Linked DNA regions of Mus musculus: regions 2, 3, 4, 5 and 6 are each linked to region 1. The links are chromatin contacts, called in public HiChIP or PLAC-seq and Micro-C maps. All regions are on one chromosome and are shown on one strand. The core of a region is the stretch at or near the end of the contact, and the rest is flanking DNA. Distances in the headings are between cores, read along the strand shown. Region 1 holds the start of Adamts10 (a disintegrin-like and metallopeptidase (reprolysin type) with thrombospondin type 1 motif, 10). Region 2 holds the start of Rxrb (retinoid X receptor beta). Region 3 holds the start of Zfp763 (zinc finger protein 763). Region 4 holds the start of Rgl2 (ral guanine nucleotide dissociation stimulator-like 2). Region 5 holds the start of Morc2b (microrchidia 2B). Region 6 holds the start of Kifc1 (kinesin family member C1).

The links. Hi-C and Micro-C count contacts between places; a contact is called where the count stands out from the background. HiChIP or PLAC-seq counts read pairs in DNA pulled down with a chosen protein or histone mark.
Region 2: an HNF4G HiChIP or PLAC-seq map of pancreatic cancer cells shows a contact between it and region 1. The contact joins the promoter of Rxrb here to the promoter of Adamts10 in region 1. A contact is called at or near these places in 2 of 39 promoter capture datasets (liver and pre-B cells) and 1 of 115 datasets of contacts at active chromatin or transcription factors (pancreatic cancer cells).
Region 3: a contact with region 1 is called in a FOXA1 HiChIP or PLAC-seq map of pancreatic cancer cells. The contact joins the promoter of Zfp763 here to the promoter of Adamts10 in region 1. A contact is called at or near these places in 19 of 39 promoter capture datasets (the 3T3-L1 cell line, the C10 cell line, the HPC-7 cell line and 11 more), 1 of 15 datasets of contacts at CTCF or cohesin (the NIH/3T3 cell line), 1 of 484 Hi-C or Micro-C datasets (granulocyte-monocyte progenitors), 9 of 115 datasets of contacts at active chromatin or transcription factors (T-cell acute lymphoblastic leukemia, cardiomyocytes, embryonic fibroblasts and 5 more) and 2 of 9 other capture datasets (adipose tissue and embryonic stem cells).
Region 4: a Micro-C map of embryonic stem cells shows a contact between it and region 1, with 4 times the contacts expected there. The contact joins the promoter of Rgl2 here to the promoter of Adamts10 in region 1. A contact is called at or near these places in 6 of 39 promoter capture datasets (the 3T3-L1 cell line, 3T3-L1-derived adipocytes, cranial neural crest and 3 more), 1 of 15 datasets of contacts at CTCF or cohesin (embryonic stem cells), 8 of 484 Hi-C or Micro-C datasets (all in embryonic stem cells), 4 of 115 datasets of contacts at active chromatin or transcription factors (embryonic stem cells and pancreatic cancer cells) and 1 of 9 other capture datasets (adipose tissue).
Region 5: a contact with region 1 is called in an H3K27ac HiChIP or PLAC-seq map of embryonic stem cells, with 3 times the contacts expected there. The contact joins the promoter of Morc2b here to the promoter of Adamts10 in region 1. A contact is called at or near these places in 16 of 39 promoter capture datasets (the 3T3-L1 cell line, the C10 cell line, the HPC-7 cell line and 9 more) and 3 of 115 datasets of contacts at active chromatin or transcription factors (embryonic stem cells and stem cell-derived neural progenitor cells).
Region 6: a contact with region 1 is called in an H3K27ac HiChIP or PLAC-seq map of embryonic stem cells, with 2.4 times the contacts expected there. The contact joins the promoter of Kifc1 here to the promoter of Adamts10 in region 1. A contact is called at or near these places in 2 of 39 promoter capture datasets (cranial neural crest and pre-B cells), 4 of 115 datasets of contacts at active chromatin or transcription factors (embryonic stem cells and large pre-B cells) and 1 of 9 other capture datasets (adipose tissue).

Annotation. Positions count from the first base shown.
Region 1 is chr17:33,522,377-33,525,678 of GRCm38.p6, forward strand. It overlaps Adamts10 (a disintegrin-like and metallopeptidase (reprolysin type) with thrombospondin type 1 motif, 10), which reads left to right and starts at 1,709. Exons shown (of 25, transcript NM_172619.4): 1 at 1,709-1,882.
Region 2 is chr17:34,030,284-34,033,585 of GRCm38.p6, forward strand. It overlaps Rxrb (retinoid X receptor beta), which reads left to right and starts at 1,529. Exons shown (of 10, transcript NM_011306.4): 1 at 1,529-1,940; 2 at 2,544-2,761; 3 at 3,272-3,302. The coding sequence starts at 1,715. Slc39a7 (solute carrier family 39 (zinc transporter), member 7) reads right to left here and starts at 1,407. Exons shown (of 7, transcript NM_008202.2): 1 at 541-1,407; 2 at 283-451; 3 at 85-138. The coding sequence starts at 975.
Region 3 is chr17:33,031,639-33,034,940 of GRCm38.p6, forward strand. Zfp763 (zinc finger protein 763) reads right to left here and starts at 1,743. Exons shown (of 4, transcript NM_028543.3): 1 at 1,644-1,743. The coding sequence starts at 1,664.
Region 4 is chr17:33,928,414-33,931,715 of GRCm38.p6, forward strand. It overlaps Rgl2 (ral guanine nucleotide dissociation stimulator-like 2), which reads left to right and starts at 1,481. Exons shown (of 18, transcript NM_009059.2): 1 at 1,481-1,631; 2 at 1,832-2,028. The coding sequence starts at 1,873. Tapbp (TAP binding protein) reads left to right here. Exons shown (of 8, transcript NM_009318.2): 8 at 1-877.
Region 5 is chr17:33,137,996-33,141,297 of GRCm38.p6, forward strand. It overlaps Morc2b (microrchidia 2B), which reads right to left and starts at 1,688. Exons shown (of 2, transcript NM_177719.4): 1 at 1,212-1,688; 2 at 1-827. The coding sequence starts at 801. It overlaps Gm52288 (a long non-coding RNA gene), which reads left to right and starts at 2,036. Exons shown (of 3, transcript XR_003952262.1): 1 at 2,036-2,097.
Region 6 is chr17:33,888,963-33,892,264 of GRCm38.p6, forward strand. It overlaps Kifc1 (kinesin family member C1), which reads right to left and starts at 1,671. Exons shown (of 11, transcript NM_001195298.1): 1 at 1,516-1,671. The coding sequence starts at 1,533.

The sequences.
Region 1 (3,302 bases), core at 459-2,958:
GCGCAGCCCCCCAACACATGCACATATGTACACAAAATATAAATAAGTTAAAATATATGAAACCAAAAGTCCCAAGGGAGCTCACCGAGGACAAAGCATCATGTCGCTCTTACCACCCTCCAAGGGCTGAGTCCAACACTGGCAGGAAAAGGAGGCTCTCTCCCCACTCCCTCCAAACCCTCTGGGACTAAGGTAGAAGGGGGTGGGATGGGGGGGACACTAAGATTTACTTATTAATTGAGGAATGAGGTTTCAAAGCTGGTAAGTAGCAGGACCTGGAATCTAGTTTGAAGCCACCCAGCTCCAAATGGTCCTGAAAATCTTCTCACGGTGAGTGTGGAAGCCATCCCTAGACTGGGGACAGGTGGCTGGAGCCACAGCAGAAGTACAACCTGAGAAAGCAAAGGCAGGTGCCTCAGGCCAAGGGGCCCAAGGGGCAGTTCGGTTAGTGGAGGCCAGGGGTGGGTATGGGTTCTAGGGATTGCAGTATGTAAAAGTTAACAGCCCCTCTGGTCTGGCAGGGTGTCCAGAGAAGTTGGGTCCGGGCAGGAGGGTTCGGGCACCATAGGAATTTTTCGTACAGTGCATGAGCCCTTAACATGCCATTTCCAAGTTCAAGACTAAGTTCAACGTAGAGACAGAGAACTACCTGTATCCCTAGCTGAACTCAGAACAGAGGGAATGTTTGTGGTTGAAACTCTCCTGCTCCCTCCCACAACCACCCCTCTTCCTCCCCTGCTCCCTACAAAGGCTGTCATTACCCCATTTCTAAGGATAAGAAAACCTAGAATCAGAGTCGGTCAAGGCCAAGGCCAAAGCCCACTGTGGGGGCCAATCTTGGAATTCTGAGACCAGGGGTAATGGTGTAGAACACTCCCACAATCAGGCCTGGATTGAAGCTGGTTGGAATCCCAGCTTTGCTCCACTGCACTGGTCATCTCCTGCATGTACAAACTCCTCGTAGATTTAAACACTGTGTCCCAAAGATGATCATGACGCCCCCCTGGCTGGACTTAGTTTTCACATCTGTAAAATGGAACTGACTAGGTCCTCTTCACTGCTAGAGAGTTAAAGCAAGTGAACTCAAAAGCAGAGCCAAAGCAGATCAAAGCCCCCGGACCGGAGCTTTGTGAAGGCTGGGACCCAACTCAGATTTATTCACTCAGCCTCGGGCACCATGCCTGGCACACGGAGAGGCGCCCAATAAATGTTTGCTTGAGCAAGGACCAGCCCTCAATAAATAACAGCTGTTGTTGACTCGGCTAACGGAGGCAAGGCACTGGGCTCTCCCCTTGTCTCAACCCCCTCGCTAGCCCCCAACTCAATTTTGCCCCTTTCTCCAGGACCCCCATCTCCTCCACCTCTTTCTATTCAAACTTTCCTCCCTCACAATTTCCCGCCTAACCCCTCCTTTCCGTCCTCCCCCCCATCCCCCTACTGTGTGCGTCCACTCCTCCCCCACTCTCCACCTCTGTCCCTTCACACCCCCTGCCTTCTTCTATCTCCGCCCCCAGCCTCCCCTCTCCCGTACCCCCCCCCCCAACCTTCTCCAACTCCCATCCCAAATTCCTCCTCAGCATCTCCACCCACACGGGCGCCCTTCGCGAGGCGGGGTAATCCGGGCTCCGGGGTCCTTGGCTTGGGTCCAGCCTGAGGCCCTGGGCGGCGGCGGCGGCGGAAGCAGCAGCAGCGGCGGGCGGGGTTTGGGTTTTTTTTTTTGGTTTTTCTTTTTTTTTAATAACCCTGGCAGGCTGCTCAGGAAGTGAGTGCCTTCCCGCGCCCCCTCCCCCGGCCACGCCACCGGGCGCTTGCTCCCTCCCTTCCTGTGCGCCGGGCGGTGAGTCTGTGCGTCTACAGCGGACCGAAGGCTCCAGGCACGCAGGTACTGGCGATCTGGGGACCCAGTTGGGCGGCGCAGTCACCGGAATGCAGTGATTATAAGTGACTTTGTGTGTCTCGGGGACAAGATGTGCTGGACGGATCCCGTTGTGCGAGTGCTGTGTTGGTGCCGAATGTCCCTAAGTGTTGCAGATACAGACTGCCTGTTTGGGTTGGCTCAGGTTTGGGGCGGGGGTCGAGGTCAGCCACGTATCCAAATGGTTGTGCTTCTGCGGATTGTATGACCTTATGGCTTTCAGCATCTGGGAGCGACTGTGTGGGCAGACTGTTGAGGTGTGTTGAGTGTTTGCCTAAGTGAGGGTAAGAAAAATGCCTCTCGTGCATGTAAATGCCAAGTGTGTCTGTCTCTGAATATTTGCGTTTCTCAGGAGTGTTATTAGTGGAAATGCCTGCATGCATATGTGTCTGAGTTTGTAGAATTTCTTAGTTCCCCCTGCTATGAATGTGTAAACTTGTGCATGTGTGTGTGTTAACTTTCTGTGTTAAATGAGCGTGTATAGGCTGCTAGGCTTGTGGCTTGTCTTGGACTGTGTAACTGTGCACATAGGCCTGTTTGTCTGGGTTTATGGGCTGTCTGGGTGTCCATGTGGAAATATGTGTTTCTGTATACATAGGTGTGGAGGTATGTAGTTGTGTGTGTTTGGGTTTAGTGAACCAGGCCTTCCTGCTATTCAAGTGTGGGTTGCCCTATAGAGTGTGATTGTGTTTGTTTGTGTGTCTGCCTGTGAGAGTGGAGCTGGGGCTGCTACTTCCCCTCAGATGGTCATCTATGCCACAGAACTCTGAAGCAAGGAGCCTCCCTACCAGGGGGAGACACACTTTAATTAACAGCTGGTTGGTGGTAATGGGAGTGGTGACCTGTGCAGCCCCTCCCCTTAGGCCTCCCCTCTGGCTGGTCCTTTTGTCTGTGTGCTCACAGCAGCCAGGCCAGATGTGCAGCGCCTGGAGGAAGCCTGCTGCCTCAGGCTGATGGCTGCCTATGCCTGGCCAAAGAAGCTCTGTCCTCCACTGAGAAGCCTCCACCTCTTTAGCTGGGTTTCCCGCACAGCCTACAAAAGTCTAGGTGTGGAGTGCTGGTCCCTATAGGATCCCCAGGATGTGATGGAGCCACACACATTCCCGGGAGGCTTTTCCCTCTTCCAGCACTTGTGCCCTTCCCCCAGGCTAGTGGCCTCCCTGCAGCCTGCCAGAGGAGGGGCCTGGGGGACAGGGGCCAAGCCTAGGTACACACACACACACACACACACACACACACACACACACACACACACACACACACAGGAGAGACAGAGACAGACAGATACATATACACACCCATAGTGTCATCTTGTGCCCAGCCAAACATGCGACTCCTCTCAATTGTAACTCATCCTCAGATTGGCTTTGTCTGCCCCAGACCTACT
Region 2 (3,302 bases), core at 279-2,778, 510 kb after region 1:
AGACGCAGACTCAAGTGTAAGAGGCGAAGCATGGGAATGGAGAGGTTGCCCTTTCCCAGCACACCAGTCCCTGGTTTTTCTCACCACTGTGGGAGTGTCCATGTCCAGGCTGCTCTGGAGCGTGGTGAGAATGAGGTTCTGCGGGAAGTGGGAGAAAAGGCTTGATGAGGGAATGCCTGGCTCAGGGGATGTGTGTTTGAAGACAACCGGAAAATCTGGGATCATTAAAGAGAAAGAACAAAACCGCTTAAGCCTTTGAGGCGGAGCCCACAAGTTACTTACCCAAGGCATGCGGGATGAGGTGGAGGAACGCATCACCCAGGAGCCCCCCGGAAGCAAAACTGAGCAGGATCTGGAGCAGAGAGCGGTGCCTGGGAGAGTTAGATTCTACTGGGATGAGGAACAGCACGAAGAACGGAGCTGCGGAGATCAGCACTGTGGCCCCCAGTGCCTGGTGGAGAAGCACAATCAGAAGGCAAAGATGGAGCTTCCCACCGATTAAGAACCAGTCCCTCTTCCCCACATCCCCTGGCGACTCACGTAGGCCCAGAGGGTGACAGTGTCCAGGTGGTGTTTGATGCCTGGAGCCCCAGCCTCCCTAGAAGTCCCATGGCTATGTTCACGATGGGCATGTCCATGTCCTCCGTGGTGGAGGCTATCGTGGGAGTGGCCATGGCTATGGCCATGGTGTAATTCCTCACGTGAGTGTCCATGGTCGTGGCTGTGGGCATGCCCATGCCAGATGCTTTCATGAGTGTGGCCGTGGCCATGGTGGAAATCTTCATGCGAGTGCCCGTGGCTGTGGCCATGGTGGAAATCTTCATGTGAGTGCCCGTGACTGTGGCCATGGAAGTCCTCTTCCACATCTTTGTGCAGGTCACCATGACCCTCGTGTCCGGCCACCAGCAGCCCCAAAGCCGCCCAGGTCAGCAGTCCCACAGCCACCCAGTGGGGGGCCCGCAGGCCCATGGTCATCACGCTGACCGGAGGAACAAGAGACGACTCGACTTGACTCTCAATCTACCTATTCGGGATCCGCGTCCCTTGAAGCCCTTCCTCTATACTACTTGCTCCGCTCTTACATTGTCCCCAAGGCCGGTCCACCTCATCCCCAACACCCTTCCTGGATGCAGCCCCCCACCCCCGACACCGCTCTAGCCTTTGATCAGCAACTTTACGGTCTCTCTGGGCCCGCGTCTCTATGGCCCACTGGTTGGGGTAAAGGCCTGGAAAGCGCCGTAAGGGAGCAGCAGGGACCTCTCACCGGCTCCGGGATCCTCTCGGTTCTCGGTTTGCTGGGACGTGGCACTCACGCCTCGAGCTCCCGCGAGATCCGGAAGCTCCCTTTCTTGCCTGCGCCCCGATACCTTTACCAACATGGCGGCGCCCCGAGGGCGGCGCGGCCACGGCGTCAGGACGCATGCGCAGAGCTGGGGGGTTATCCGAGGGGACGGCGGGCTGGCGGGCACCGCCTCCTCCGTTTCCACCTCGGCGAAGGGGCGGGAGCTCAAGGCGAGACTTCCCGTCTGTACAAAGATGGCGGCCGCGCCGGTGCTGTCATCTCAGTGCCGAGCCGAGCGCGGCTCTTGAGTCGCGCTGCCACAGGCCGCGGCCTGCTCGCCTCCGCGGCTTCGTCGCGGCCCCCGAGTCCCCCGCTGTCCCCCCTGCGCGTCCCTGGCGCCTCTCCGGCTTCCCCGCCCTCGGCCCGGGCGTCATGTCTTGGGCCACTCGTCCGCCCTTCCTCCCGCCGCGGCATGCCGCGGGGCAGTGTGGGCCGGTGGGGGTGAGAAAAGAGATGCATTGTGGGGTCGCGTCCCGGTGGCGGCGGCGGCGGCCCTGGCTGGATCCCGCGGCGGCGGCGGCGGCGGCCGGAGAGCAGCAAGCCCTGGAGCCGGAGCCGGGGGAGGCTGGCCGGGACGGGATGGGCGACAGCGGGCGGGGTGAGTGTCCCGTGGGCCCGGGCCGGCGCCCCTCGCGCCCCCTCCCCGCGCTCCCGCCCCCTTGTTTGTAAACACGCGCCCTCGACGTCCCGAGGCCCAGCGCCCTCCCCCGGGGCGGGGCGCGGCGGGGGAGCTTCCGCCCTTCAGGTTCGGGCCCGCGGCGGGGCCTGCGTGCGCGGTCTCGGGCGTGGGAAGGACACCGTTCCCCGTGGGCTGGAGGACTCTGGGCATTCGAAGGCTGAGCTTACGCTCTGGGACCGGGTATTTCTGCCATACTCTTTGCCCCGAATGTTCTAAGTTGGGGTTGGACGAGGGGTTCGCTGCTACACCTCCACGTGCTGCTTCACAGCCCCCCCTCCCGAGGTCAGCTTGGGATGACCCAGTAGCCCCGCCTGACCTGCCTCCCTTTTTGTCAACCGCCTCCTCTCACGACTATTAGAAGTGAAATTGTTGTTTGGCCACTTGGTATTTCTGAACTCCAGGGTTGCGGGCTGTGGTGGGTCAGGGAGAATTAAAGTGTCCATTTGGATGATCAAAAGGCTCACTTTCTCTTCTTGTCTCTCCTGTCCGTGTGTGTCTGCCTTGTACGTACCCACTTCTCAGATTCCCGAAGCCCAGACAGCTCCTCCCCAAATCCCCTTTCTCAGGGGATCCGTCCGTCTTCTCCTCCTGGCCCACCTCTTACCCCTTCAGCACCTCCACCTCCAATGCCACCCCCGCCACTGGGCTCCCCCTTCCCAGTCATCAGTTCTTCCATGGGGTCCCCTGGTCTGCCCCCTCCGGCTCCCCCAGGATTCTCCGGGCCTGTCAGCAGCCCTCAGGTGAGAGAGAGGTTGTGGCCTGCTTATTGCCACTGTGCCTTCAGTTCCTTGTTCTCAACTTCTCACCCCCACTCCCCATCTTTGGGTGAACTTCCCCAAAACCCGTTGATCTTTCTAGTTCTCTAATCATAGCAAGCCTGTGGTCTCGGACCCCTTGCTCTTCCTGAAGGGGGTGGTCTGTGGGGGTGCATGCTTCATCAGCTCTGTTTTGAAAACAAACCCTAAGCCTGCAGGGAATATTTTTGATGTCCTGTTCAGCTCACGGTGGCTTTGCTGCCCTTTTCGCTTCAATATGCCTGCCCTTCTAAGACCTGTGCCCTTCAGGGCCACTGTAGCACAATTACAGAAGGGTGGACATCACTCTTGGTGTCACGTGCAAGGAAGGCCCTTTACGTTAGACAGTAGTGTCCCCAGTACCTTCTGGAATAGTACAGGGCTTGCTCACAAGCAGGAAGTGGTTTGCCTGACATATGAGAGTCTCCTGTGACTTCCCTGTCTCCCCCATCCCAGATCAACTCCACAGTGTCGCTCCCTGGGGGTG
Region 3 (3,302 bases), core at 493-2,992, 490 kb before region 1:
TGCAGGCTCTAGAGGCCAGAGAAGAATGTCAGGAGTTGGATTTACAAGTGTTTGTGAGCTGCCCAACCTGGCTCTGGGAACAGAATCCAGGTTCCCTTGCAAAAGTGGTAAGCATTCTTGACAATTGAGTCATCCGACTCTTGAGATCCTACACTTTCATTTTACTTTGGTATTATTTTCTCTTTGAATTCTATTAGAAAATCAAAAATGCTCTTTTCTAAATACTGTGTCCCAAGACTTTAAAAAAATTCATTGTACAAGTAATTTAAATTTATTTTCAAATAATAGTATAACTATAACCATGTTTCATAACAATGTTACCCTCTCCAAGGTCCTTCTCATTTTAGTATGTAACTGCTCATTATTTTACCTATAATTAGCTAAAATTGTTATTTTACTTATAATTAGCTAAAATTACCTAGTACCTGCTAACGTTCCCATCAATTTGAGCATGAATACAATACAGAGAGAATTTTAAAAAGTAGTCATTTTCTTTGTATTATTTAATACTTTTTATGCATAGCAGGATATAAAATCAATATACAGTAAGCAATGTCATTTCTCTACTCCAATAAAGACTAGAGTGGAAGGGAAAATCAGAAACAAAATACCATTCATGGTAACGGGAAAAGAATTAGAAATAAAGCCCAGTAAAAGGGTAAAAAGACTTCAGCGATGACAACTTCAAATAGTAAAGAAATAGAATACTCAAGTCCACGAAGTGGCAGAAATAATACTGTTCAAATGAATATTCTACTGAAAATACCAACTCCCCCACACCCCTAAAAGAATGTCATCTGGTAAATACTGATCAAATACTCTTAGTCACAATTTCTTCTATTTGGAGAACCGGCCTCCAGCACACAAGCAAACGATGTAGATTGGCAAGCACCTGATCTACTTTACAGGGCTCACAAAAACGAAGTCTAGGAAAGCTTTTTAAAAACCCGAATTTTGGCTTCAGAAATGGTCAGGGGGAAAAAACCCATCATTGTACTTCTCTACTTTCTCTAAGATTGAAAAATTTGGCCTACTCACAGACGGCACAATTAAATACTCTTTAATCTCATCTTTAAAGGGCAGCGCGCGCGCGCACACACACACACACACACACACACACACACACACACACACACACACACACACACAGAGAGAGAGAGAGAGAGAGAGAGAGAGAGAGAGAGAGAGAGAGAGAGAGAGAGAGAGATTAATAAGTTCTCCCGGCCTAGTGTTCAACTGCAGTACTGTGAAGAATATAATTTACAAAGGCGATGAGAGAAAAGAATCGAAAGCAGCAGAGATATGCCTATAAGGCATACGAGCAACTGCTCACACCACCCAAGTCCCCTTACACCACAGTCTGGACTCCGCGTCACCAACCTGCAGTGCTGCAGTGTCTGCGGAGGCGCAGGTTCCAGGTGAGGACTAACCCCATGAAGATAGGGGCCTGGAACGAAGTAGCTTCCCTAGGACAGAACAGAGCGGGCTCCGGTGCCCGGTCGCCTGCTCTGCGCACAATTCCAGTGTCCCGCTCCAAGGCACACTAGGCTGCACAGCACCAAGGGAACGGCAGGCAACAGCGCCACAGACTGCAGTGTCACAAAGCTTTCACTTACGACTCCAGGAGCCCAAGGCATACTCACCATTTCCTCTTTCATATGCATCCAGGTGTTCTTCCTAATAGGCCTAAATACAGGAGATATAGTCCAGCCCCAACACCACCACAGACCTTCTCAACAACACAGGACTCAAACATGGCGGCAAGGGCGGGACCTTCCGAATGTACCGGTTCGTCATTGGACAGTTCATGAATAGCAGTAACAGCATCCCTGATTGAGGAAAGATAGTGACAGCCTTGAGCTTAAATGCCTTAATTAATAACATTCCTCTTTCCCAGTGCAGTTAGAATAGCGGATTCTTTTGTACGCCAGTTTTTTTGTTTGTTTGTTTGTTTGTTTTCCTTTTGTTTTTTAAGTGGACTAAGCCGGTTCCGACCTGTTTTATAACTTTGCCTTTAAGGGGAACAGGCTACTTTATGCACTTTGTTCTTGTGAACTCTGGGGCCCTCTACTGCTTTGATTACAGTGTCCAAGTTTGCCCTGCACATTTTTGATTCAAGTTCTTAATGGGAAGACCCACAGAATCAAAGATCTGTCCAGAGACAGGAACCAGGAGATCCTACTATGCAAACTCATGACTTTGGAATGAGGTAAAAGTGTTGTAAAGCTCTCTCACACGTTATGTTTCAATTTATTGATTTTGTTTGCTTGTTTTTATTGTTGTTTTGAGGCAGAATCTCTGCTATGTAGCTGTGGCTGTCTAAGTACTCACCATATACACCAGGCTTGTCGCGGATTTACAGTAATCCAACTGCCTTTGCTTCCAGAATGCTGGAATTTAAAGGTGTGGGCCACTATGCACTGCTACTCAACCAATCCATTTTTTTAATCAATAAAATTAGAGCAACAACCAATGAATACAATTATTGAATTACAGAAACACGAAGTTACATAGCAGTAATATTCAACATAGAATTCAAGACATATATAGAGTAACTCTTCAATTCAGACAAAAAATTTCCTTGGCTCAAAATCCAGAGGGATGTCTACATCTACAAATATACACATACATCACAACCGTCAACATCACAGTGACAAACAGCCCTTCTGTAGTGCTGAGGTAGAGACAACTAGGAAGTCTGGGAACTCACAGAGGATGCCTTCTATTGCTTCCTGTGGTGGTGGTGGTGGTGGTGGCAACCTCTTTCAACACCTTCATTTAGGTGCTTCTCAGCCATTCGGTATTCCTCAGGTGAGAATTCTTTGTTTAGCTCTGTACCTCAATTTTTAATAGAGTTATTTGATTTTCTGGAGTCCAACTTCTTGAGCTCTTTACATATATTGGACATTAGCCCCCTATCAGATTTAGGATTGGTAAAGATCTTTTCCCATTCTGTTGGTTACCTTTTTGTCTTATTGACAGTGTCTTTTGCCTTACAGAAGCTTTGCAATTTTATGAGGTCCCCTTCCCCCCACCAGACTCAGAAAATCTGGAGGGGAACTAGAAACCAAGAGAGAAATACCCATCCAACAAAGAAATCCAACAAAAGAAATCCAACAAAAGAAATCCAACAAAAGAAATCCAACAAAAGAAATCCAACAAAGAAATCCAGAAGTCAGCACCTGGATCTGTAATTCATCCAAAATCAGATGCCTACACTTAATCATAAAAACACCACCAATAACAGTGAGGCTACAACATGTCTCCACTAAAGTCCAACTATCCTAACCACAGCAGGCCCT
Region 4 (3,302 bases), core at 231-2,730, 410 kb after region 1:
CCCTCTGCCTCGGAGTGACAAACGGCACTGGACACCATGCCTAGAGGTCTTTTTTTTTTTTGGTTTTTGGAGACAGGATTTCTCTGTATAGTCCCGGCTGTCCTGGAACTCACTCTGTAGACCAGGCTGGCCTCGAACTCAGAAATCCGCCTGCCTCTGCCTCCCAGGTGCTGGGATTAAAGGCGTGCGCCACCACCGCTGGACTCGAACTAAACTTTTAAGATGAGAAAAAAGCGAGACTTAGCGCCACACTCATTTGATGCCCACAGTCGGGAGGCAGAGGCAGTGGATCTCTGACATTTCCATGCCAGCCTGATCTACAAATAGGGAGTTTCAGGTCAGTCGGGGTTACTTGGCGGGGCTTTGTTGAGAGAACTAAATATAAGAACACACATGCGTAGAGTCCCAGGGTTGAGAAGAACCAGTGTATGCGCCAGAGAGGCGGGTTCATAACCTGTGGCTCACAACCCCCTTTAAGTCCATCGGAAATACCAGACATTAGGATTCACAACAGTAGTAAAGGCAGTTACGAAGTAGCAAAGAAAATAATTTTACAACTTGAACTGCGTTAATGTTAAGAAGGTTGAGAACCACTGGCCAGGGGATTAGGACGAAAGGTCTTCATAGCATCTTAAGATTCTAGAGACCTCAGGGACAGCCCACAGCAGTAGTCTAGAGACGGAAAGGTCCATGTGTCTCCCTCGCGGACTAAAGCCTACCTCTCCAGCTCTCCATTCCTACCACAGCTTTTCTTTTGCCTGGTCCACCTTTACCATCTCCGGGCCTGGTGGGTCTCGGCCCTTTACGAATGTCCCCGTGTGGTTCGTCCTCTCCTGTTCGCCGGTCCTCGTGAGCTAATAAAGTCTTTCCGAGTTTCCATGCGGGCCTCTCATTCTCCCGTTTCCAAGCACAGCCAACCTCGGTCACCTCCCGGTCCTCGTCTCGCACCCGGGAGACGACATAGCCACCGTGGGAACCGCGCGCGCTCGGGCGCACGGTGAGAGCCGGACGCCCGGAGCGACGGACCCGAGTGGAACCGGAAGCGCCGCACTAGCCGGCTTCCGCCCCCTCCCCGCGAGTGGGCGGGCATAAGGGCGGCACAGAAAACCCGGCGCGGATTCGCTCCGTTGCACTCGTGCCGGGGCGGCAGTGTCATTCTCGAGCTGCAGTAACGGGGTCGCGCCACTGCTAGGGCACTTTCCTCGGCAGTTGCAGCGCCGCTCTGGTTAGAAAAAGTGACTTAAAATTCCGTGTTTGCCTTCCTGTGGAGGCTTGAGACAGGACCCTGGTCTCCAGCGTGTCTGCTGCGAGACGCGGGCTTCAGAGCCACCGAGTGGGGCTGCAAGGGACAGCGGAGTAGTGCACCTGCAGCCTGCGTCCCAGCCCCTGGCGTCCAGCACTCCCCTAGTCGCTCTCCCTGGCTCCTGTCCTCACTTCCTTCCCTTTTTGGCTCCTGCTGTCGGGCGGACGCGGGGAGGGGGGAAGCGGAAAGGGCGGGAGGGCCCGGGAGCCCGGCGGGGTGCAGGAGGGGGGCATCGCGGAAAAGCCGGGGAGGGGACTCGGTAGAGGGCCAGAGACCGACAAGAACAGAGGCCCGGGACCCGCGCGCAGCCCTCGCCCTTCCCGAGCAGGTCAGAGCCGGAGCACCGGGTGACCCTGCCCATTCCGCACTAGTTAGCCCCCAAGTCCCAAGCAAGCACCGAGGGCTTGGGTTTCCCCACTCCCGTATCTCCCTCCCCCAGCCTTCCTCAGGGACTCCCACCTAGGTCCCTTCTTGTCCGTCTCCCCCACGCCCGTCTGACTCCACCCAATCCCACCCGTCTCTCCCCAGGCGCCCCCATGGCCCGACCCCGCTGATTGCTTCTCTCGGCCATGCTCCCGCGGCCCCTGCGGCTGCTTTTGGACACGACCCCCCCCGGGGGAGTCGTGCTGAGCAGCTTCCGGAGCCGGGACCCCGAAGAGGGTGGGGACCCAGGTGGCCGGGCCGTGGGCGGGGGGCAGGAGGAAGAGGATGAGGAAGAAGAAGAGGTGAGACGCGGGTGGCGGGAGGCAGGGCATTAAATATTTCTGAGACTCTCCTCCTTTCGGTGTCTCTGGGTCCCTCGGTCTCTTCCTCCCCGCCTCACTCGCATCCCGCCCGCCACACTCTCTCTGGATATCTGTCCCCTGGCTGCGGGTCCTGGTGTCTATGAAGTTCGCCCTGTCTGTCTGCTCGGAACCTGCCCGTAGGAACCTGCCGGAACCAGAATGGCTGGCTGGCAGACGGGCTGACTGTGCCTGCGGGGCTCAGGCCCTCTTTGCCCATACCTGCTTAGACGGGTGCCACTGGGCAGTTGTATCTTGGTCCCTGTCTCCCTCCTCGTTTTTTGTTTGGCTGGGAGGGGTTTGTTTCCACAGTAACCAGCTCCTCAGACTCTAGGATTGGGGAGGGAACCCTCAGATTTCGCCGCCTCTTCCCCCACCCCCTGGTGCTCAATAGAGGGCAGCAAGCCAAGAGGTTCCGGCACCTGGAGAGATGATCCCGGGATAGGTAGAGCGTGGTCATCTTCGTCCAAAGAGACTGATAGGATGTAGTCCGCAGCAAGATTTAGGGATTCAGGAGGGTCCAGAAGTTAGATTCGGAGCCCGAGGATCCAGACTCCTGGGCCCCGACATTGGTAAAGTTAGGGTGACTAGCAAGGCTGGTTTTTCGGGATCGGTCGGGGGAGGGGCTAGGGCCACATGACTCTGAGTCTACCGCCCCCCCCCCCCATCATCCTTACTTCCCCTTCTTGTAACTGGGATTGGAGCCGCCACCTTCAGGGGGTCCCCAGTGCTGAGATTAAGTGGAAGCTGTATTGGGGACCTGGGGAAAAGGAGTCTCTGCGGAAGGACTAAATTTGGGCTCCTCTGGTTCTGTCAGGGAGGGCGGGCCTTGTGAAGTTTCAGCTTCTCTCTGCTTCAGGTCTCTCTTCCTTTGGCTTTGTGCCTCTTCGGGCGCGCTCTGCTCCTGACTTTGCGCCCTGCTTTTCTGCGTTGGGCTCAGCTGTGGGACAAGGGGGGTTGGAGGTGGCCAGAAGAGGGGTTCCTGCATTCAGTTGAAACCCTCACTGCAACCTCTTCCATCCCACCGAGCTCTGAGGTGGCCGGGGGGGCTGTCTGAGCCCCAGGGTGGGGTAGACCTGGGGTCACCAGTACCCTCTACCCCTCGCACTCGCTGGTATTGTCCCCCGCCATCACAGGTGAGGGGTGCAGAGGGAGGAACAGGGCCTGGGGACAATGGCTGGGGACTGGAGGTGCTGTGGAACTCACTTCCTCTTCTT
Region 5 (3,302 bases), core at 438-2,937, 380 kb before region 1:
GAGCTTTTTGGTCTGCACCTTGTGCCCGTGAATAAAAATCCTCATCCGAGGATCGATATACAGCACAGCAGCGTAGGCACAGAAGGAGTGCCGCTCTGGCTTCACGCCTTCTTGGGAGATCTCTGCCATCCGGATATCTTTTGGATTTGAGGTTACGTCTAGTTCGGGTTCTCCGTTGTCCGTGAGTTTGAGATTGAAAATGACGACCAGGGTTCCACTAGTCCCAGAAATCTTTGTAAACTGGGTCATCACTTCTTCCTCAGTGTGGAAGGGAGAATACTTGTAGATGAGCTCTGTCTCAATGGCAAACTTCTCCATGTTATCTGTGACAGGTTCTCGTGTCTGACTATTCCAAGTAGGCAAAGGGACTATCACCTCATCAATGCCTTCTTCCTCATGAAAGGTTCGAGACAGGAAGAGGCAACTCATGGTGTTTTCTTTCTTAGTGAAGAGGATAAAATCCTTCCCAATACGCATTGAGCCTGATTTTAGTCCATTCCCGTACCGCCCAATCTGTGTGGACTCTGGTGTTCGTTTGGCTGATTTCCCAAACTGGATCACATTGATGACATCGTTTGGATCCATTCCGACTCCATTATCCAGAAAACAAAGCATGAATCCTCCTTGAAGGTCCTCTCGCTTTTCAGCGTAAATATCTATCCGGGTGGCATCAGCATCCCTCGCATTATCAATCAGTTCAGCAAGAGCACCAAACAAAAATGCATGGGTAGTTGAATTTGTGTGTAGATAGTCAAAGGTTAGTTGAGCCCGGTTGAGAGTGCTGTAATTGGTAAACGCCATGACTCAAATGAAGCCTCCAGTCTTACCTAGTAACAGAGAAATATATGTATTGGGGCAGATTTTTAAAGGTTCTACTCAGTAAAGGGTAGTTTCTGCTTCTTACTGATAGATAAAAGAAGTTACTTAGTAACTATCCAAAATACAGAGATATCTGAAACCGAGATTTATTTTTTCCTTTCGTTCTAATTTTCAATGAATATGATGCAATTATTTGGGGTGGGTGGGTGAAGCCTCAACCTGCATTTCTAAAGAACGTTGAGTGTTTTTTTTTTTTTTTTTTTTTTAGTTCATTTCAGATGATCTGGTTTAAAAGTAGGTGGTCCTTAACAGCTCAACTTGATTGTTAACTGTTTTATCTGGACATTCTTTGAGCCATTTCATGTCCTAAATTTTCTAACGAGAAGACTTACCAGTGTGGAAATCGACGTCTACCAGGAAACTTAACTTTCATCTACATCTTCACTATTCTTTAATAGCTGTAGTACTAGAAGGTCCTTTCACAGCGTAGATAGTTGTACATCCGGTATCCCATTTGGCAACTGAAAAAAGGTCTTTGTGATTCCTTACCAGTCTTTCAAATTCAAACCCAGTTTAATGTTATGCCACAATCACCACAGGGTGCTCTGTGAAATGACCTCACAGTAGTCAACAGAAACTCCTCATAACAGACCCACCCAAATCTTACGTGGCTGGCTATGGTCCTACACCATTCCCTGTCCGACTTGGGATCCTGCAGCTACTTCCCCCTCTCCGGGAGGAGTGAGTCTCAGCTTGCAAGGCTGAGACCCAAGGTGTAGGACAGTTGCAACCGCACCACTAACCAGCTTGTGCGCACTGGCCGGCCACTGGCCACAACTCCCAGAAGCCCTTGTCCCTCTGTTTAGAATTCGGAATTCAACCGCCGCAGCGCGCTTGGAACCACGGGCCGCCTCCGCCTCCATGGAGCGTCACCTGACTGCTGAACTAGGTCACTCACTACATAGCTAAAGAGCAGAGCTCGACTGGATTGTAATAATGGGTGCTGGACCAAAGGATGGCAGGAGTAACAGCATGAATTTAGAGCTTGCTGCTTCTCTGCCATCGCTAAAGCTATCCCATTTTCTGCTTTTGTGTCGTTCATGCTCACAGCTCCAGGCCTTTTTTATTAGACACTTTTCCTGTTATCTAGTGACTATATGTCATTTGTGTGTGGATGCCTGCAGAAGCTGACTGATCCTCTGGAGTTGGAGTTACAGGCAGTTTGTCAGCCTCCGGACCTGGGTGCTGGGAATCGAAGGCGGTTCTCAAGAAAGAGCAGTAAGCCCTCTTAACCCTTGAGCCATCTCCCCAGACTCAAGCTGTAGTCCTTCTTAAATTCTTTGAGCAAGGTGCCAAGGACCTAATTAGCCTGGCACAGACACCATTAGTAACAGTGGAACCAAGGAACCTATTTTTGCTGCTTAGACATTTTAATGCACAACTGTTCTAGCACTTGGAGTGTGGATGCAGGAGGATCATAGATGATAAGAGTCCATCTTGGGCTATGTGAGACCACATTTCTCACCTCCCCAAGCCACCATTGTAGAGTAAAAGGGCCAGGGAAGGAACACCCTGACCTGTGATCTCAAGCTCAAAAGAAAAACATTGTGCCCCTGGCTTGACCTCAAGTTCAGAGGCTTGGAAATCACTATTACCACCCTTAGCTCAAGTTTATTGAACAAATGATATTTCCTAATCTTCCATACTTTCCCATCAAGCTCACGGAACATGCTCTAAAAACCCTATAAAAGTCTTCCTTTCTGTCCAGCCCTCTGCTGTCTCTTCCTGGTCAGTGGCAGACTAACCCCAGTAAATCTTTTGTATGAGGCTTGTTGCATGGTGTGACTGCATGATATTCATTGCCAATATGTTCTTGCAATAGGAAAACCATTGTCTCTTAGAACCCTCCCCTCTTCTCGCCAGGTATGGGAGCTGGGTTGTGAAGGGCTTATGGCTGGAATCTCATTTCAAAAGCACACCGTTTAAGAAACGGCTTTCCTCCTCTACTTCCTCCTCTTCCTTTTCTTCTTCCATATTTTTTGTTTTTGTTTTTGAGGCAGAGTTTCTCTGTCTAGCCCTGGCTGTCCTGGAACTCACTTTGTAGACCAAGCTGGCCTGGAACTCAGAAATCTGCCTGCCTCTGCTGGGATTAAAGGCGTGCTCCACCACGTCCTGCTCTTCCACATTTTGTTCTTCTTCCTCTTCTACCTCTTCTTCCTCCTCTTCCTCCTCCTCCTCCTCCTCCTTCTCCTCCTCCTCCTTCTCCTCCTTCAGAGCTTAGCCAGTGAGCTGCTATTTGGGTCCCAGGCTACCAAGCCTCTAGTTCAAGAGAACTGGGCTTTCAGGAGGCCCAGAAAAAACCTTCTAAAAACAGTTAGAATCACTTCCTTTTGTTGTTATTGTGCAGAGACCCTAAATTGCTCAGTAGATCTTTGTGTCCTATTGGGCTCAGAAGTTGAGCTAAGGAAGAGGTAACAGCACCA
Region 6 (3,302 bases), core at 421-2,920, 370 kb after region 1:
AGACACAAGGACCTCTTCTCTCAGACACACTTAACACACAGTACAGCTGGGCACTGATGGCGCACACCTTTAACCCCAGCACTCGGGAGGCAGAGGCAGGCAGATCTCTGAGTTCTAAGCCAGCCTGGTCTACAGAGTGAGTTCTAGGACAGCCAGGGTTACACAGGGAAAACAGCTACCACCACCACAAAACAACAACAAACAAACCACAAAACAACAACAACAAACAAACAAAACAACAACAACAAATCAGCAAGCAAACCCTGCTATTCTTGGGCATGCTACCAGCTTCAGGTTACTAGGTCAAATTTATATTGGTTTTTTTTTTTTTTTTTGAGACAATGTATCACTGGCCTGAATCTCCAAGCTCTGGTCTGAGCCTCCACACAGGTGACCTCAGGTGCACAACTGACTTCAGGATGGTTCGTTGCTTTTGGTTCAGGGGACTATAGACCCAGGTGTTTCTTGGATGCTCGCCTAGCACTGCACCACAGACCTCTTCCTTCCAGTTTTAACTCTCCATACCTTAGTTAATGTTGTTCCTCCTAGCTTTCTTCTTCCCCTTCCATCTGCTTGAACCTTTACTGTCCTTCACTCCCTCCCAATAGAGATACAAATTGTATTATGTCTGTCTCCCCAGGGAGTGTCAGCTCACTGGTAGCTAGGACTCCTGTCTCCTACATAAGTACAGCTGTGCAGGGCCAGAAGATGCTTGGCAAATACTGCAGGAACAAATCTGAGAAAAACTATTTTACTTTTTAACTGTCACCTGTCACAGTGCAGTGCTCTCCCTTTTGGCTGTGAGTATACCAGAAAGTCTCTTCAAGCTGAACACCGACTGTGAGTCAGTCTAGACTGAAATGCTGGTAAACAAAGAATGCAGGCCGGTCTTTCCTGACACCAGAGAGATCAGTCCATTAATTGCCACACACATACGCCTCAGATGCTTGTGGTGAAGAAGGGCACCCCCATAAACTAGTCAGCAGTCCAAATGAGCAAAAGGAAGAGGCAGGCGAGGGAATAAGGATCCTCTGGGCCGATGCCCCCATTTCTCCTCTCCCCTTCCTCTATCCCGATCCAGCAGCAACACAACAGGTCATCAGCAAGAAAGGTACTTTGCGGACAAGCGACAAGGCCTCTTTCAGAACCCTCGCTTCTCCCACAAGGCGATCTGTAAGAACTGAGAAGCACAAACATGTCGAATCCGCTTGAGAATTCGAAATGGGAAATGCTGGAGGGGGATAAGGGACACGGGATGGTCGCGCCTGCACGACTGGAATGGCGGGCCAACGTCGCTGCGACTGTCCTGGGACCTCGCCGTGTGTGTGTGTGTGTGTGTGTGTGTGTGTGTGTGTGTGTTGCCCTCACTGACTCGGCCGCTGGTGTCCTGGGCGCGAGGCGGTGCGACCCTCCCCTGCAGGACGGCTTGCCCCGACCTGTCCCCGGGACGCGGGTCTCCGGGCGGCCGGCCTGCGTCCTCCGATCTTGGCGCGAGGTCGTCTCCGCCGCACTCACCTGCGCCTGCACGTCCATGGTGGTCCGCACAGAAAGGGTGCAAAGGCAGCAGGCAGGACGATGAGACCCGCGTCCTCTCAAGGGCTCGCGCCGCAAAACGCCGAAGCCAGGCTGTCCAGGAGCCAGGCCAATCAGCCACACCCGCCACTTTTGAATTTCAACCTCCGCGCAGTCAACGCACTTCAATCCGCAGAGGCCAATCCGCGCCGGCGCCGCGGTCGCGAGCCAATCACGGTGCCCTCCGCCTCCGGGGCCACGCCCCCTGAGTCGCGACTCTTCTAGTCCGCTAGAGCACCAGAACTAGACCCCTTGGATCCTACTTCCGGATCCGCTCTTCCTCTTTTCTCCCTCTCCCCCTCCCGAGCGCCGAGCGCGGCTTCCTGAGGTCTCTGGTTGCGTCAGAAGTGCGCTTGTGTGGAGGAGTGGCGTGGGGGAGGCAATACGCATGTGCCTGAGCGGGGTCGGGGCGGAGCGAGCGCCACCTAGCGGATACTGCTGAACTTGCACACCTCCTCGCCAACCCTGTAGACTGGAGACTGTTACACCGAGGTCGCTCTTGGTCCACTTTCTCAGGTCCGAAAAGTGGAAGCTGGTTGATGGCGCTGACCTGTCCTCAAAGAAGAAAAAGTGGAACCCATATCTGGAGATGTAATAAAGTCATAAATCTAGAGTAGGGCCGGGAGGATAGCAAACTGGTTATCCCTGAAACTCATATAATGTGGAAGGTGAGAACTAATTCGCCACAAAGTTTTCTGTGCCCCTCCTGCCTCCAATATTATATATTATACATAAACAATATGTATTATATACATAAACATATATCTTTACACATATAAATAATACCCAATAGTACGTATTATATATATAAGCATATATATATATATATATATATATATATATATAAAACACATAAATTACATATATATTTATTTTGTTTTTTCGAGATTGGGTTTCTCTGTGTAGCCCTGACTGTCTTGGAATTCTATTTGTAGAACAGGCTGGCCTTGAACTCAGAGATGCTAGGGCTACCCTGTGCCACCATGCCCAGGTCAATAAACAATCTTTTAGATTAAAAAATCAAAACAAAACTAGAAGCCAGGCTTGGTGGCACACGCCTTTAATCCCAGTTCCCAGTACTCAGAATGCAGAGGCAGACAGATCTCTTGAGTTCAAGGCCAACCAGGTCTACAAAGTAAATTCCAGGGCAGCCAGGCTCTGTAGAGAGACCCTGTCTTAAATAAATAAAGAAACACACACACACACATACATACATACATAACTGGATAAATAAATAGTATGTTTCTTTTTTTTTTTTTTTTTTTTTTGGTTTTTTGAGACAGGGTTTCTCTGTGTAGCCCTGGCTGTCCTGGAACTCACTCTGTAGACCAGGCTGGCCTCGAACTCAGAAATCTGCCTGCCTCTGCCTCCCGAGTGCTGGGATTAAAGGCGTGCGCAACCACACCCAGCAGTTTCTTTTTTTTTTTAAAGATTTATTATATGTAAGTACACTGTAGCTGTCCTCAGACACTCCAGAAGAGGGCGCCAGATCTCATTACGGATGGTTTTGAGCCACCATGTGGTTGCTGGGATTTGAACTCAGGACCTTTGGAATAGCAGTCAGTGCTCTTAACCACTGAGCCATCTCTCCAGCCCAAATAGTATGTTTCTTGACACCAAACTCTAAATCTACAGCCCCCAAAGACCTTACTTGAGATGTTTCCAAGTCTACAAATGTTAATGGGGGGACACTAGAAAATTTCTGGTTATAATTCGCCAAACTGGTTATA